Regions from separate parts of the Mus musculus genome. Here all the other regions are linked to region 2. Evidence: chromatin contacts called from public HiChIP or PLAC-seq data. All regions are on one chromosome and are shown on one strand. The core of a region is the stretch at or near the end of the contact, and the rest is flanking DNA. Distances in the headings are between cores, read along the strand shown. Region 1 holds the start of Ube2q1 (ubiquitin-conjugating enzyme E2Q family member 1). Region 2 has its middle 4.4 kb from the start of Gm23269. Region 3 overlaps Il6ra (interleukin 6 receptor, alpha). Region 4 holds the start of Arhgef2 (rho/rac guanine nucleotide exchange factor (GEF) 2). Region 5 holds the start of Glmp (glycosylated lysosomal membrane protein).

Region 1 (3,079 bases), core at 363-2,862, 580 kb after region 2:
TAGAAGTTCTGCTCAGTATCTATACATCCTGACCTTTATCTGTAAAATACAGGTTAAAGCACTCACCTTGCAATGGTGTTAAGGGTTAGAAATATTTGCTTAGTATTCCTGGCTTGGGGAATGCTTGATAAATTAGACTTTTTACAATTACTCTTTTTGTGTGTGATGATGGGGGAGGGTGTCAAATTTGGAGCTTCTACTAGCTAAGCAAGCATTCTACCACACCCTCAGCCCTTATTTATTAGTTATTTGGCCGAGAAAGGAGTTTACTAAGTTATCCAGGTAGGCCTTGGCCTTCTGACTCTCCTAGATAGTTGCGACTACAACCCTGTTCTGCTAGGACTGGCTTACCCTAGTATTTTATGCTTCCAGCTTGTGGACATAGGCACAAAGATGGTATGCAGCTAAATGTTCAGGCTGCTCTGGTCATTAGAAAAACCAGCCCCACCCACACACCCACACTCATCCCCCCAGGCTCAAAGAACACGAATTTCTTAAAACATACGGAGTTAAACTTGGCCTAGTAAAGCTTTCTGCTAACATCACTGAGTGAATCAGTAGCCCAGCACCAAGGTACAGTCAGCTTCCAAAAAACATAGAGGTGGTGACGGTAGACGGGCCAACGGCTCACATGATGAATTGGTCCCAAACCCATCAGGCCTTACAACATCCTGGCACCTGCCAGTTTGCAGCTCTGGGTTTCAGGACCCTCCGTTGTCCTTTGTGATAGTGCCACCTAGTGGGAACGACGAGGTACTGCCGCAAACTTCAAGCCCCGTTCAGGATCAGTGCGACGAGGTGGGAAGAAGAATAGCAGGTAGGCGTGGGTGTCGTCTATGCAACCCCTAGCTTAGTACTCTGCACTCACACATAACGAAGCCCTGTGATTCTGTGGAGGAAGCCGCACCATCTGTCCCCTCAGACGTAGCTGACCAGCGACCATACTCGATACTTCAGTATCCCTGCACAGAGCCTTTGGGAACAGGCTAAAGAGGCCTCCCCGTCTTGTACAGTGCCATTGTTGTGATGGAGAAACTGAGGCTCCCCAGGAGCGTAGATAACCCAAGGTCACACACCATAGAGGAACCGCAGGGAGATCCAAGTCCGTTTCTCCGACCGTAGCGAAAGGCGCCTTCCCGCCGCAGACGCGGAGGCCGGTGACCCGGCCCGACGACCCCCATGGGAATACAGGACAGACACGGCCATGCGCCGCACGCGGGGGCCGCGGGACGCAAGCAGGAAGCCAGAGTCCCGCGCGGGGAGCCCCTGGGAACACAGGCACCGGCCACGTGACAAGAGACGCCGGCCATGTGACAGGGAAGCGCTGGCAAAGGCCCCCCGGTGCACGGTCACGCACGACGCACGTACACGCACGGAAGCGCTTCGAGCAGCGAGGCGAGGGCCTAGGGTCACATGTGGAGGGTGACAGGCGCGGGCCGGGGGGCGGGAAAGACGCGCGGATCACGTGCCGGGGGCCGGAGCTCAGAGGTCACGTGAGGCCGGAGGCGGGGCCGCCGCGGAGGGGGAGGGGCGCGCGGCTTCCGGCGGCCGTGGGGGGGGTGGGCCGGCGAGCGGAGGGGGCCTGTCCCGGAGGTGGCGGCGGCGCCATCTTGGCGAAGGGGGGATCAGGAAGTGCGGACCGCGGCGGCGGCGGAGCCCGGAGCGGAGGCCGGAGGCTCCCGGCCCGCCGGCCCCGGAGCGGAGCGGAGCGGAGGATGCAGCAGCCGCAGCCGCAGGGGCAGCAGCAGCCGGGGCCGGGGCAGCAACTGGGGGTCCAGGGGGCGGCGCCGGGGGCCGGGGGCGGCCCGGGAGGGGGCCCGGGGCCAGGGCCCTGCCTGAGGCGGGAGCTGAAGCTGCTCGAGTCCATCTTCCACCGCGGCCACGAGCGCTTCCGCATTGCCAGCGCCTGCCTGGACGAGCTGAGCTGCGAGTTCCTGCTGGCCGGAGCCGGAGGGGCCGGGGCCGGGGCTGCGCCCGGACCCCATCTCCCCTCCCGGGGATCGGTGCCGGGGGACCCCGTCCGCATCCACTGCAACATCACGGTGAGGACCTCGCTTGCGCCACGCTGGGGGTCCCTTGTCTGGTGATCGAAATCACACCATACAACCTCCTGCTCTCGAAGGACCCGGAGGCCAGAGCCCCCCTCTTGGTGCTTGGCTCCTTCTCTCCAGGCTACACTTGTTTCTTCAGCTTGAGGTTCTGTGGTGCAGTCACAGTCTCTACTGTTGACCCCTGAGAGCAAGGGACATCGGGACATGTGGCCCCTCAACCACCTCCTCCTATGAATCCACCCACACCTCAGGTTTTATGATTTTGGCTCCTTCTGCTTACTCCTCCACAACTTTACCATGTCACCTAGAAATGACCCATTCTTCTCCCCACCCCAACTCTAATAAGATTCCAGGCCTGTGCTGGAAGGACGTAGCCTGGAACTCAGCCCGGTTCCATAATGACCCTTCTCAGTAGTTCTTTCCACTTATATGTACCCACCTGTAGGCTCCCTGCCTAGGCATCCCTCGTACAACCCCTCTTTGCTCCCTGAATTTCACTAAAGAATAGTGCCGTTCATTGACCCCACGTTGGATCTCCTCTTACTAACTCTGGTGTAACTAACCTTTAATTCCTCTTTTTGCCTTGGCTCGTAGCAGCTTTGCCACTTCCTCCCCACTCCTGGGGTCACATCTGCTTATCCTAGGTGACTGTCACCTTTTCTGGTGGTGACAGCAATGTGTGTTTTGAGCGGCAGCAGTGCCATCGCTCCCCAGTAGGCATCGTTCCATCCTACCTATCCTTGGTCAGGAGGCATCTTCCATGCGTCCTGCCTTATTTTATTCCCTAGTGTCCCTTGAGGAAATTGTTGGGTGCAATTTTATAACAGCTGGTACTGCGCGATACAGTGCTCACGTTGTTGGATAACGCCCACTGTAATGGTCTTGTCCCTCCTGGAGCACCTTTATCCACACTGGAAACGGGAGTTGCCTGGGGGGAAGACAGACGTGAATTTTGTGGTTCTTGGAGGCTTTGATTCATTTTTTTTTTCATGGTGTTTTCTAGCCCTTTCTGCCACCAAACCAGGTCG
Region 2 (3,008 bases), core at 47-2,546:
CTTCTAGGCAGCTAGGGTGAAGGTATTAAGCCCATACCCACAGTGACACACCTACTCCAACAAGGCCACACCTCCTAATAGTGCCTCTCCCTGGGCATAGCATTTACAAACCATCACAATTATTGTTGTTGTTGACAGAGTCTCTCTACATAGCTCTGGTTGTCCAAGAACTCCTATGTAGACTAGCCTGGCCTCAAATGCGCAGACATCTACCTGTTTTTCTGCTTTACTCAGGGGTGGGCTATGCTCAGTTTTAAGATGTATTTTCATTACGTGTATACCCACTTGAGAGCTGGTATCCCCTGGAGGTGGAGTTAGCAGCAGCTGGGAGATACTGGATGTGGATACTACAAACTACCTGGGGTCCTCTGGAAGAGCCATCTCTCCAGCACACTTCCCCACCCCCGCCTTTAGCATCACCCTAGACTCTAAGTTCCAAATCAGGGATTTGCTCATTGAACCTAACACAGTGTATCTATCCACCCCACCCCACCCCCGCCCCCAGCGTATCTATCTTTAGCTAACATTTAGTATGCCAGTCCTGGTGGCTCTCACTGAGCACTTGAGAGGTTGAGGCAGCAGGATAATCGAGGGTTCAAGGCCAGGCAGGACACCCTGTCTCAAAATATTAAAACCAAAACCGCCCCAAAGTGGCAGCAAAATAATCTAAAGAGTTTTAGGTTCTTACTACTGCGGGAACAGCAAGATGCCCTCCAGGAATGGGAAAAGGAAGAGTCACGGCCCAGAGATGATATCAGGCTGCAAGGGCTCTTGAATAATTCACAAGGAGAGTGTAGCCTCAGGAAGGGTTGGTATGCAGCCAGGACAACAAAAACAAGTAGGAGGTAAAGAACCTTGCCTCACCAGGGCAGTTTCTGGAGACTTAATCTTCCCTGTGCTGAGGTTCCTTAAGGAGTAAACTCAGGAATCTTGATCCGATCGCACAGGGTAAGCTCACTGTGCAAACCCAATCGCCTCTCCTAACCTATTCGCAGTGCTTGGCCCTACAGACACAGTGGCGCATCAGCCACCCTCGCCTCAACCCCTGTTTGTGTAGTCTACATTATAGACTAAGAACAACGCGGGTCAGTTACACGACTCTGTCCCAGGAGAAACAATGAAAAGAGAAGGCCTGGGATCCCACTTTCTAAGGAGCCTCAACCTCCTCGCTAAACCGAAAGCTTAGCCTCCAGTTTCGCGCCTGCGCATTTTGGTACTGCAGCTCTAACCCAGCAGGCTCTGAGGGAAACTCGCCTTGCCCACCTCACGCTCCCCCAGACGAATCTCACGCCCAGCCCTCGCCTCTAGTAACTTCTATCTTCATGCCTCATTCGTCTCAGGCCCCTCCCACAGCCCCACCCTCACACTACACCTCGCCCCACCCCCGCCTCACGCCACGCCCCGCTCCCGTATGGCGTCCCGCCCACTTGCCTTTGGCTGCTGTGATTTCCTTTAGCCTCCGGTTGGGGCTGCTGTTTCTCTGATTAGACCTCAGGCAGAATTGATACTGGTCAATTCTGCCTGAGTTTGGTGCGTTAACTTTTTCCTTTCCAGCATTTGCACGGAACCATCCTGTTATCATTATTAGTTGCTGTGCTAGTTAGTTTTTGTCACCTTGACACAAACCTAGACATTTGGGAAGACCCTCATCTAAGGAATCATCTCCGTTTGATTAGTCTGTGGAGCATATTTTTCATATTTGATTGGTATGATAATAAGATCCAGAGCACCGGGTGGTACTACTCGACCCCTGGATAGGTAGGTAGTCCTGGGTTTAAGAAAGCTAGCAGAGCAAACCATGGGGCACAGTCATCGTTCCAGTTTCTGCTATTGCTCCTAACCTGACTTCCCCCGTGATGGATTGTGTCTGGGAGTCGTAATATGAAATGAACCCTTTCCTCCTCAAGTTGTGTTTTAGTTATGCTGTGTATTACAAAGACAAACCAAAACAGTTGCAAAAAGACTTGTGTTTTACAAATAAAGAAAAGGTAAAGGCTCAGGGAGTACGCTATTGTGTAGTAGCCAGACAACTTAAGTCTGGTCCCTAAAATACTTAACATGGAAAAGAGGAAGCCTACTCACTCATGTGGCTGCCAGCGTGCACCTGGGAACATGCACTCACATACAATAATTAAGTAAATACAACAGAATATAAGTTTAATTTTTAAAAGGGGATGAAAGGCGGGCCAAAAGGCTCAACCATTGCTGGAACACACTGTAAACACAGAAAGAAAAAACAAACTCTACAAAGTTGTCTTCTGACCTCCACACAGGTGCCATCATTCTCCTGCCCCACCAAAAAACACAAGAAAGGTTTTAAAAAGAGGTGATCTGGGCATCGTTATGCAAGCCTTTAATCTCAGCACTTGAGAGGCAGAGTCAGACAGAGCTCTTTGAGTTTGAGGCTAGCCTGACCTACTTAGATTGTCCTAGTCCGGGATACATAGTAAAATTTGTCTTTTTTTCTCTCTTTCTCTCTTTCTTCCTTCCTTCCTTCCTTTCTTTCTTTCTTTCTTTCTTTCTTTCTTCCTTTCTTCCTTTCTTTCTTTCTAAGACAGGGTTTCTCTGTGTCACACTGACTATCCTGGAACTCACTCTGTATAAAAGGCTGACCTCAAACTCAAAGATCCATCTGCCTCAGCCTCCTGAGTGCTGGGATTAAAGGTGTGGGCCACCACTGACCAGGCCAACAATCAGGTTCCTACTGAAACAAAATTAGGCTTCTGCCTAAGATTAGATGTAGATCATCACAGATAGATGTAGATCATCACACAACTGAAGGCAGTTGCTGTAAGTTAGACAAAAGAGCTGTATGGTATTATGAGTTTGTGTCACAGGATAGTTTATTTTGTGTTTTTGTGTATGTGTGTCACTAGAGTGGCATCTGAAACCCTGGGTATGTCACACTTCTGCAATCTCAGCATGTGGAGACAAAGACACAAAGTTCCAGGTGACAGTGAGACCCTAATTCAAGAAAGAAGAAAAACAAAACAACCGAATATGAAACA
Region 3 (3,143 bases), core at 319-2,818, 700 kb after region 2:
GGACCCGAGTTTGATTCCCAAGCCCCACGTGACACCCAGGCACAGCAGCAAGCGCCCGTCATCCCTGAGCTAGAGAGCTGGAGACAAGAGAATCCCTGGGGCTTGCTGCCCAGCTGGCCTAGCTGGATTGGCACACTCCAGATTCAGTGAGACACTGTCACAGTGAGGTGGCAGAAGCCAGTGGGATGCCTCAGCTGGGGAAGCACTTACTGACAAGCCTGAGAACCTGCGTTTGGCCCCCAGACTCCACATGGTAGGAGGCGAGAACCAACTCCTCCTACCTTCATGTTCATGTCATGGTGTATGTGTATCCACATTAGATAAACAGATGTGACTTTCCCCCTAGACAGGCTGGCTCTGAACTGGGATATCCCCCTGCCTGTGCCCCTGCTTCTGCCTCTGCCTCTGCTCCTGAGTGCCAGGATTAAGGCATGTCCCACTGCTGCCTGGCTTTAGATCTGATTTTGTTTTAACTGAAAAATAAACAAATAGGGTGGAGAGTGACTAAGGAACACGCCCTAGGCCAATTGCTAGCCTCCAGATGCATGTGTGCACATGCCCACACACACAATTTTAAATAGAATAATAAAATTTTGCTATAAAAGAGTATGCCACATTATGCTGGCAAGTGGTACATCTGCTTGCCTCACCTCGTGATAGAGACCACATCAAGTCACTGACCAAAATATCAAGGATTGGGTAACTACTCTATCTGCACATCAACAAAACCATCAGACAGCACATTTCTTAGAGCACGTCCCCATTATGAAGCGATGCATAACTGCCTACACAGGTCACCACGCAGCCATGACCGTAAGACCGTAAGGTCCTGCTTGCCTCGTACCAGGGAACACAACGGCACTCATTCCATGCTTGTTTGAAATACGACAAGGCCTCCACACCTCACCCAGAACCACCGGTGGTCCAAGCAGAGTCCTCCATGAAGCCGAGTGGGCAGACCCTGCACTGGGGTCCAGCTAGGGGACACTGCAGAGTTCTCTTCTGCTCCTGCCCTTGTCAGTTCCATGAAAAATATTCCTCTGGCCACTTCCCTATCCCTTTCCCTCCCAATAGAAACCTTTGCATGGTTGGTGACTAACTTGCATATTGGCCAGGACTGTTCAGTTACTACCCTTGAGAACAATGACAAATTTATTCAGGTAATTGGGAGAAATACCGACCCCTCCCCACAAACAATCTTTCTTTTCCTTCCCACAAAAGCAGAGCCATAAAGAGCAGACAATGGTTACTTCCCCTGCCGCGGAACTTGACTGATGGTCTTCTGAATCTTTAAAACTGAGTCACCCGTTTCTTTCTTTCCTTCTGTCTTTTTTAAATCCGGGACAATTAATTATAAAAACCCATCTGCAAATGGTGCCCGTCAGCCCTGCTTCAAAAACATATTTCTTCTGAGACTGTGGAAAAAAAAAAAAACCCACTGTATTTAACTTTGATCTCAGAAACCTGGTGTGCCTAAAGATCAAAAGGACGTTCTCACTGGGGAGGCCAGGACAAAAGAGCTCGGTGCCAGTCCAAAGGGACAGCCTGACCTCCCACCCACCCACTGCTCGGCCTCCTGACTCAGCTCTGAGTCAGCCCTTAGCTCCTGCATAGTGGTCAGATAGCCTCAGTAGCAGCTTTTGAACAGCGAATGTGAAAGTCTCAGAAGCACCCTCCCTGAACCTCTGTCTGCCCAGGCAGAGGATGGGATACCAAGGTCTCCTTTCTCTTGCTTTGCTCTTCCATAGAGCTTTGCACGTTTGCTTTGTCTTCTGAGACAAAGGTGTAACTACATTTCCCCAAGCTGGCTCTGAACCCCTGGCTAAAGAGACCCACCCTACTCCTTCAGTAGGAGTGGGACAATAGGCACAACACCAATTTGGCTTTCTCAGGCTTTAAAGAGTCTAATCTTGCTCATATATTTTTTTCTTTAAACAAAGACATACGGATCCCAGGTATTACATGGGGTGGGGTGAAGGGGGTGGGGGTGTGCAGTGTGCATGGAATCCTGGTGATGGGGTGGACTTAAGACAGGCAAGTTTCTAAACACTTTCAGACCAGAGTCTCCACCCCACCCTTGTAGCTCTTGTTTGTCACTGGCCAGACTCCTCACCCTCAGCCCTCCCTTCCCAGCAAGCTTGATTCTGGAAGGGACAAAAAGAACCATCTTTGGGCTCAGCCTCCATTTTCTGGATGTCTCGCACTTTTGAAGGTGGCCAGGACTTCGCCTCAGTAGACCCCACTGGAGGAGGCACAGCAGGGAATCAGGTGGGCTTGTACTCCGGGAACACTCTTCCTGTGAGACAGGCCCAGTGACCATAGGATCCCTCCCATACCCTGAAGGCAGCGTGAGGTGTGGCAGCTGCTACACAGGATGAGATTCAGCAAAGAGCACACAACATCTGCCCTTGAGCAACTGTTCAGCCTGTGACAGTCAGGCAGCAAGCTTAAACCTGTCCCCTCCTGAAGGATTCAACATTTTCCATGCAGTGTTGCACACGAGGCCACACGTCTCCGCCAGGAGAGGGTATTAGCAGCCACTGCACATCTGCTCCACGCTGTGGCTGTGTTCTCCCCACTCTTCCATACTGCTATCTTGTCCAATCTCCAGATTCCTGGGGGCCTTAAAACTACTCACAATCCTGGCTATTTGGAAATAAAATATATTCCTGATGCTGAGAACAGAGAGGAGAAATAAATCGTTCTAGAGGGCAAAGAGAAACTTTAGAAGGCCTTGAGAAACCACTGGGAGTTTGATAAGCAGATTGCCCAGAACCAGTTCATAAAAGGGGCACAGTACATTTAAGGAATTCAGAAGGGAGCCACCTGGGGGACGGCTGGGGTCTGAAGTCTCCTTACACAGCAAGAAAGGAAGGGAGCCCCACAGGGAAGAGGCGGTGTATGAGACCCTCCAAGAGGATGGATCAGCACTGGCTCTGCTGACAGAGGAGGCCCCTGCTACGGTATGTGCAGACCAGGCTCCAGTCTGCCTCCCGTACCAGCCTCGATGACGACGGCCACATCTTTTCCTGCTTCTGTTTCTCCCTGCAATGACCTTGAGGAGGAACCAGCTCCCGACACCCAGCTCCTGCTTCATCATAGAGCATCACAGACAAGGGAAGACGGGCACCTGAGGATTGTGA
Region 4 (2,814 bases), core at 309-2,808, 580 kb before region 2:
AGAGCCAATAGGAACATGGCAGGTCCTGAGGCCTTCCTAGGATTCCTTCAGAGAAAACAGAATTGGTCTGGGAAAGTCCTTTCTGCCTCATCTGGCCAGCCTGAACTGGACATTGTTTCTTTTTCCCTGGCCTTTACTATATAAGGACCCTGAACAGGAGAATGGGCACAAAAGGTGAGGGAGTTCCTAGGCAGGAGATAGGTCAGAGGAGCAGAGTGGGAGGGGAGCAGAGCCGGGGTGAGGAGCTGAGGAGCCCAACCAGCACAGCGGGTGGATGAGGCAGCCGAGCCCAAATTAGAGACTGAGGCTAAAATTGGCACTCTAGGAGTGCAGGGCTGGGCTGGAAACCTGCAGCCCTAACACCACCCTCCCTGCCCCGCTACCGAGAAGAACAGAGCAGAAGCTGGTGACAGTGGCTGGGCCTCATCTCCCTCCCTCTTTCTTTTTTCTTTCTTTCTTTTTTTTTTCGGTGTTTTGAGACAGGGTTTCTCTGTGTAGCCCTGGCTGTCCTGGAACTCACTCTGTAGACCAGGCTGGCCTTGAACTCAGAAATCTCCCTGCCTCTGTGCAACACCACGCCTAGCCATCTCCCTCCCTCATTACCACACACTTTTGGGACTAGATTAGGTAGTACCCTAAATTTTTACAAAACTTTGCCCCAGGGTGCTCAGGTTTTTACAGAGAAATCGGAGACCTTGATAGGTGGAAACGGAGCAGACTGGAGAATTTCCCCAGTGGCAGGAAACTCAGGTTGACTCAAAGGGTCCAGAGAAATGAAAACCCACCCACACTCCTCAGCAAGCTCAAACGTTTCCAGACAGGGCCAAGTTGTTTCTATAGTCTCCTGTGGCAGAGAAAACTGGTGTCAGGACACAAGGAAGGATTTCCTCAGCTAGCCTCAGGAAAGGTGGAGCCTTCTCACCTTCACTGCCAAAGTAATTGGCAGAGGTGGGGCTGAGAAGGATGGTCAGAGTGTGGTCCACAAGGCCCAGAGGGGTGAGAAGCTGGGCGGGGGGTGGGGGGGGGTGAGGGGAAAACCCTCTCTTGTGGACTCCTAGCTTTTGGAAAGGAGTCCCCTTCTTCACTCTTTTGGGGGAGTGAAGCCTGTTAACGATGAAGCTTCTAGTTCCCCTTTCATTGCCCCCTCCCTCTTGTCATACCAGTCCAACATTGTAAAAGCGGTCTGTGTACTCAAGCCTGTTTGATGAGTGAGCCCTTATGGCTAGGTCTCCCAGTTACCGATAAGGTGATAGAATCCCCTTAGGGTCTTTAAAGAGTGAAGTTACCCGGAATGGGCGCCGGTGTTTTTCAAGGACAGCCGAGCTAAGGGAGGTCGCTGAGGTCAGAGAGTGTTCCTAAGCGCTAAAGGGAAAAGGGATCCTCGAACCTGTCCCAAGGACCCCTGTCCAGCAGACTGCAGCGATACTAACCCCGGCGTCCCGTCCGGTGCGCGGGTACCCCGCCCTGCCTCCGCTCCGCCTCTCCCCTTCCTGAGCTCGGGTGGGGGAGGAGACTAGGGTTTGAGGAACTGGTGCTGGGTGCAGGGGCGAGGGGACTCAGACTTCCTGTCCCCGAGGCCGACGCGTGCGGCCGGACCCCTCCCCCGCCGTTGCTGGACACCCGGGGCCGCCGCGTCCTCCCGCGGCTCACGCTGGATTATGTCTCGGATCGAATCCCTCACTCGCGCGCGGATCGACCGGAGCAAGGAGCAGGCAACCAAGGTGGGCTGGCTCTGCGACCGGGCGCCCTGCCGACCTCTGGGCCTCCGCCCCGCGTCCCGCGTCCCCCCGCCCGCTCTGGGGCGCCCGAGTCCGCGCGCAGCGGCCGGACGGGGTGGGTGGGGCTGCGAGCGCGTGAGGAGGGGGCTGGAGGACCGCAACGTGACCCGCGTCTCCAGCACCCGCGCAGCTTCTGTGCGGGGATCTAGGAGAGCTGAGCTGGGTTACCAGTGGTTCGGCGGGACCGAGTGTTTTGGGCCGCTCGGAAGAAAGTTGCTCCGGTAAGGGATCGAGCGGGAAAGAGGGGCGAGCGTGTCGGGTTCCTAGGGACGACGCTCTTGGGCACCCCTTTCCGCACCCCAGTTCCGGGGGTTGCTTGCGGCCGTGCCCGCTAGCGCCGGCTCGGTCGTTCCCCCTTTGTCCCCACCAGCGGGTGGAGGGGGCCGGAGGGGGTGTTTTCCAAGCTCCCTCCCCCACCTTCCCGCCCCTCCAAGACAAAAGTCAGCTCCTCCTCTTCTTGCGGATGGACTTTCCAGCTGTGATTCAGTTCTTGCCTGGGGTAGGCGGGTGGCTAGGGGTCAAGACAGCAAGCGGCCGCCCATTTTCTCCGCCAGGCCAAACCGATCCATCAGGTGAAGCAAGCTGCCTTTGTGTCGCTGGGATGCCTTCTCACATCCTGAGCGTCTCGGTGCCAGGACCCAGAGTAGTTCCCACCCTTATCTGTTTCATCAGCTTCCAGGCTCCTGGTTCTCCAGCCGCCTCGGTTAACCCAGTTCCCCCACTCCCCTCAGCCATATTTCGATTATCGCCTCGGCTTGGGGGCCCTTCACCTGTCATCTGGAGTCTGGCTGTGTAATTATCAGCACACTCTGCAATACGACCTCTCCAGCACGCCTTTACAAGTGTCCTTTATTCCTGTCTTTGTATTCAGACGCCCTCCCAAATGCCATGACTTTCCTCACCTCAGCTCACAGGAAGTGGTGAAGCCGAGGAGGACTTGTAGATGAATAAGTGAAGCCAGGGGGGCCTGGTTCAGGCGGACGGCGCCTCCCTGTACCTCAGGACACTCACATTATAAGGCTCTCTCGGAAAGCAA
Region 5 (2,869 bases), core at 145-2,644, 870 kb before region 2:
CATTAGTCTAACAGATTTAAGTTGGAGATGGAGAAAATGCTCAGTAATGAAGAGCACTGACTTCTTCCAGAGGACCCAAGGTTTGATTCCCATCATCTCCATGGTAGCTCACAGCCATCTGTAACTCCAGCCTCAGAGGATCTGACATCCTCTTCTGGTCTCTGAGGACACCAGACACAGACAGACATACAGGCAAAATACTTTACATGTTAAGATTTTAGGAAAAACAGGCTGGTTGTGGTGCTCATGCCTTTAATTCCAGCAGAGGAGGTAGAGGCAGGCAGGTGGATCTTTAATAGTTCAAGGCCGGCCTGGTATGTATAAAGAGTTCCTGGACAGCCAGTCCCTGCCTACTTGGTAATCTAATAAATGAAATGCATTTACCTGCTGAACATCTCATGCCCCAGACCTTGAATTTCTGGTCTTCCTCTTCTCACCTCTTGGCTGGAATTAGGGTGTCTTGGTCCCCTTGTAGAAACAAGCCTCCATTCCTGTTTGGTTCTGTTTTCTGAGACTACCATACCTAAGGATTCTTTTATTATTCTTTTACTTTTTTTGTTTGTGTTTTTGTCTTTGTTTTTTCAAGACAGGGTTTCTCTGTGTAACCCTGGTGTCCTAGCACTCACTTTTCTCAAACTCAGAAATCCGCCTGCCTCTGCCTCCCAAGTGCTGTGATCAAAGGTGTGCGCCACCACCGCCCGGCATTCTTTTACATTTTACTGCACTTGTTTTATGTGAGCAATGCACAGAATGCATGTGTAAATCAGGTTACAGCTTCTGGCAATTATTTTTCTCCTTCTACCGCGTTGGTCCTGAATATATATCCAACTCATGTTCAGTTTAGAGCAAATGCTGAGGCATCTTGCTGACCCCCAAGGGTTCTTTTATATCCAATTCCTCTCTATATCTTTCCTTTTTTGTTTTGAAGATTTTTTTTTATTATTATATCTAAGTACACTGTAGCTGTCTTTAGCTGCACCAGAAGAGGACGTCAGGTCTCATTACGGATGGTTGTGAGCCACCATGTGGTTGGTGGGATTTGAACTCAGGACCTTCGGAAAAGCAGTCAGTGCTCTTAACCACTGAGCCATCTCTCCAGCCCTCTCTATATCTTTCTAGCACAGAGCAGTAACATACAAATTACTCTGTTAAATTGTGTGGAAATTTTAATCTGGGTTTATTCACCAGAGGTGATGTAGGTGGGGCCGGTAGGGTGTCTGCAGTAAGGTAGGAGTATGTTTGCACAGCTAGTCTAGGATGCCTAGGCCAACCTGTTGATGATAAAATACCTGTTCACCTTGAGCTTTCGGGAGGCTATTCCAACTTAAACAGATCTGGGTTAATAGAAGCGGCCCCTTTAAGAACTTTGTTGGCCCGCCCTCAAAAGGGATCAGCAGGAAAGGAGTCATGTGACTCTGAGGCTCTTCCGCTGAGTTTAACTAGCTGTGGCTGTATGTTTCGCTGTTGGGGACCTCACTGGGGCTGGGTCCCCTGTGCCCCTACCCCATGGCTCCTTTTGAGTCTACTTGTGTGTTCAGCTCCATTTGGCCTGCAGGGAGAAGAGACTCGCCAGGTAAGGGCTCTGGAACTGAAGTTATAGATGTTTCCGGAAATCCTACCTTTCTAGGATGACCGGAATCTGGGACAACAGAGGGGTGGAAGGTGGATGCAAGAGAGATAACAACCCAGAGAGCTCAGTGTGGAGTCACGAGTGATTGGAAGAATTGTGGAGGGGTCAGGCATGACTGCGTCCTGCTTTCTGACGATGTCTGAGCCATGGCTCAGCCATTGTAGCCCAGGAACAGGCAAGTTTGGGGACTTAAAAGCCTTGTTAGCTCTGAGCCCTCTGAGTAATCCTGGATCCACCCTATGTTCTCAACCCTACATCTGCCCCTGATTCCAAGTTCCCCTCAGTTTCTACATTTCCCTCTTGCCTGGTCCTCAAGAGCCCTTGCATTGCCCAGGTCCTGTCCTCCACCTACAAGCTGCAGCTTTGCCTGTGAGCATACCTGATCTTGCTCCTTCCGCCCCACTACCCCGTGTTCCAGGTATCTATGGAGGTTATTTCCGGCTGGCCAAATCCACAGAACCTGCTTCATATTCGGGCAGTGGGCAGCAACTCCACCCTGCACTATGTGTGGAGCAGCCTGGGGCCTCCAGCTGTGGTGCTGGTGGCCACTAACACCACTCAGAGTGTCCTGAGTGTCAACTGGAGTCTCCTGCTGTCTCCCGATCCTGCTGGGGCCCTGATGGTGCTCCCCAAGAGCAGCATACAGTTTTCTTCTGCTCTCGTCTTCACCAGGGTGAGGGTCTGAAGGAGCCCAGAGAGAAGATCACAAGAAGAGAGTCCATCCTACCCCCAGGGCGAGGGACGGGTTTAGCCCAGGGTGGGTGAAGTGAATGCAGTTTTGGGTGGGGTGACTGGGAGGGATATTCAAGAGAAAGCCAGAGGGAGGCAAGCCTCTTCCACTCTACCCTGTCCCCAGCTGCTTGAGTTTGACAGCACCAATGCGTCCGAGGGGGCACAGCCTCCAGGAAAGCCATACCCTCCGTACTCCTTGGCCAAGTTCTCCTGGAACAATATCACCAACTCATTGGATCTTGCCAACCTGAGTGCCGATTTTCAAGGCCGCCCTGTAGATGATCCTACTGGAGCATTCGCCAATGGCAGCCTGACCTTCAAGGTGAGGCTATGGGGAAGGAACTGGAAATGACTGATGAGGGTGGGAGTATCTGTCCCTCAAGCTCCATTCTCCCCACATGGCTTCCTTCTCCTTCCAAGGTCCAAGCCTTTTCTAGATCTGGTCGACCTGCTCAGCCCCCTCGCCTCCTGCACACAGCAGATGTCTGCCAGTTAGAAGTGGCCCTG

What was found. HiChIP or PLAC-seq counts read pairs in DNA pulled down with a chosen protein or histone mark.
Region 1: an H3K4me3 HiChIP or PLAC-seq map of pro-B cells shows a contact between it and region 2, with 2.9 times the contacts expected there. The contact joins the promoter of Ube2q1 here to the enhancer-like site in region 2. A contact is called at or near these places in 3 of 39 promoter capture datasets (the C10 cell line, cranial neural crest and hippocampal neurons), 1 of 484 Hi-C or Micro-C datasets (embryonic stem cells), 5 of 115 datasets of contacts at active chromatin or transcription factors (embryonic forebrain, forebrain, memory CD8 T cells and 2 more) and 1 of 9 other capture datasets (adipose tissue).
Region 3: a contact with region 2 is called in a FOXA1 HiChIP or PLAC-seq map of pancreatic cancer cells. The contact joins two enhancer-like sites. A contact is called at or near these places in 1 of 115 datasets of contacts at active chromatin or transcription factors (pancreatic cancer cells) and 1 of 9 other capture datasets (liver).
Region 4: a contact with region 2 is called in an H3K27ac HiChIP or PLAC-seq map of stem cell-derived neural progenitor cells, with 5 times the contacts expected there. The contact joins the promoter of Arhgef2 here to the enhancer-like site in region 2. A contact is called at or near these places in 2 of 39 promoter capture datasets (cranial neural crest and maxillary cranial neural crest), 6 of 115 datasets of contacts at active chromatin or transcription factors (embryonic hindbrain, embryonic midbrain, memory CD8 T cells and 3 more) and 2 of 9 other capture datasets (adipose tissue and liver).
Region 5: a contact with region 2 is called in an H3K4me3 HiChIP or PLAC-seq map of bone marrow-derived macrophages, with 7 times the contacts expected there. The contact joins the promoter of Glmp here to the enhancer-like site in region 2. A contact is called at or near these places in 4 of 115 datasets of contacts at active chromatin or transcription factors (astrocytes, bone marrow-derived macrophages, memory CD8 T cells and 1 more) and 1 of 9 other capture datasets (liver).

What each region holds. Positions count from the first base shown.
Region 1 is chr3:89,771,997-89,775,075 of GRCm38.p6, forward strand. It overlaps Ube2q1 (ubiquitin-conjugating enzyme E2Q family member 1), which reads left to right and starts at 1,613. Exons shown (of 13, transcript NM_027315.4): 1 at 1,613-2,042. The coding sequence starts at 1,716. It overlaps 4632404H12Rik (RIKEN cDNA 4632404H12 gene), which reads right to left and starts at 1,404. Exons shown (of 2, transcript NR_130957.1): 1 at 506-1,404.
Region 2 is chr3:89,195,340-89,198,347 of GRCm38.p6, forward strand. No RefSeq gene overlaps it. Among named protein-coding and RNA genes, the nearest start is that of Gm23269, 4.4 kb to the right of the region's middle. Within about 2 kb of position 1,297, at least 351 of the 459 cell types and tissues checked have an H3K27ac peak or open chromatin away from gene starts, as enhancers often do. A contact at or near this core is called in adipose tissue, bone marrow-derived macrophages, forebrain and 5 more, where this site is marked.
Region 3 is chr3:89,895,168-89,898,310 of GRCm38.p6, forward strand. The region is part of intron 1 of Il6ra (interleukin 6 receptor, alpha); the gene reads right to left. Among named protein-coding and RNA genes, the nearest start is that of Il6ra, 16 kb to the right of the region's middle. Within about 2 kb of position 1,569, at least 88 of the 459 cell types and tissues checked have an H3K27ac peak or open chromatin away from gene starts, as enhancers often do. A contact at or near this core is called in pancreatic cancer cells, where this site is marked.
Region 4 is chr3:88,619,601-88,622,414 of GRCm38.p6, forward strand. It overlaps Arhgef2 (rho/rac guanine nucleotide exchange factor (GEF) 2), which reads left to right and starts at 1,559. Exons shown (of 22, transcript NM_008487.4): 1 at 1,559-1,721. The coding sequence starts at 1,659. It overlaps Gm20652 (a long non-coding RNA gene), which reads right to left and starts at 1,505. Exons shown (of 2, transcript XR_375820.2): 1 at 1,431-1,505.
Region 5 is chr3:88,323,629-88,326,497 of GRCm38.p6, forward strand. It overlaps Glmp (glycosylated lysosomal membrane protein), which reads left to right and starts at 1,395. Exons shown (of 6, transcript NM_020003.1): 1 at 1,395-1,573; 2 at 2,049-2,303; 3 at 2,487-2,684; 4 at 2,783-2,869. The coding sequence starts at 1,454.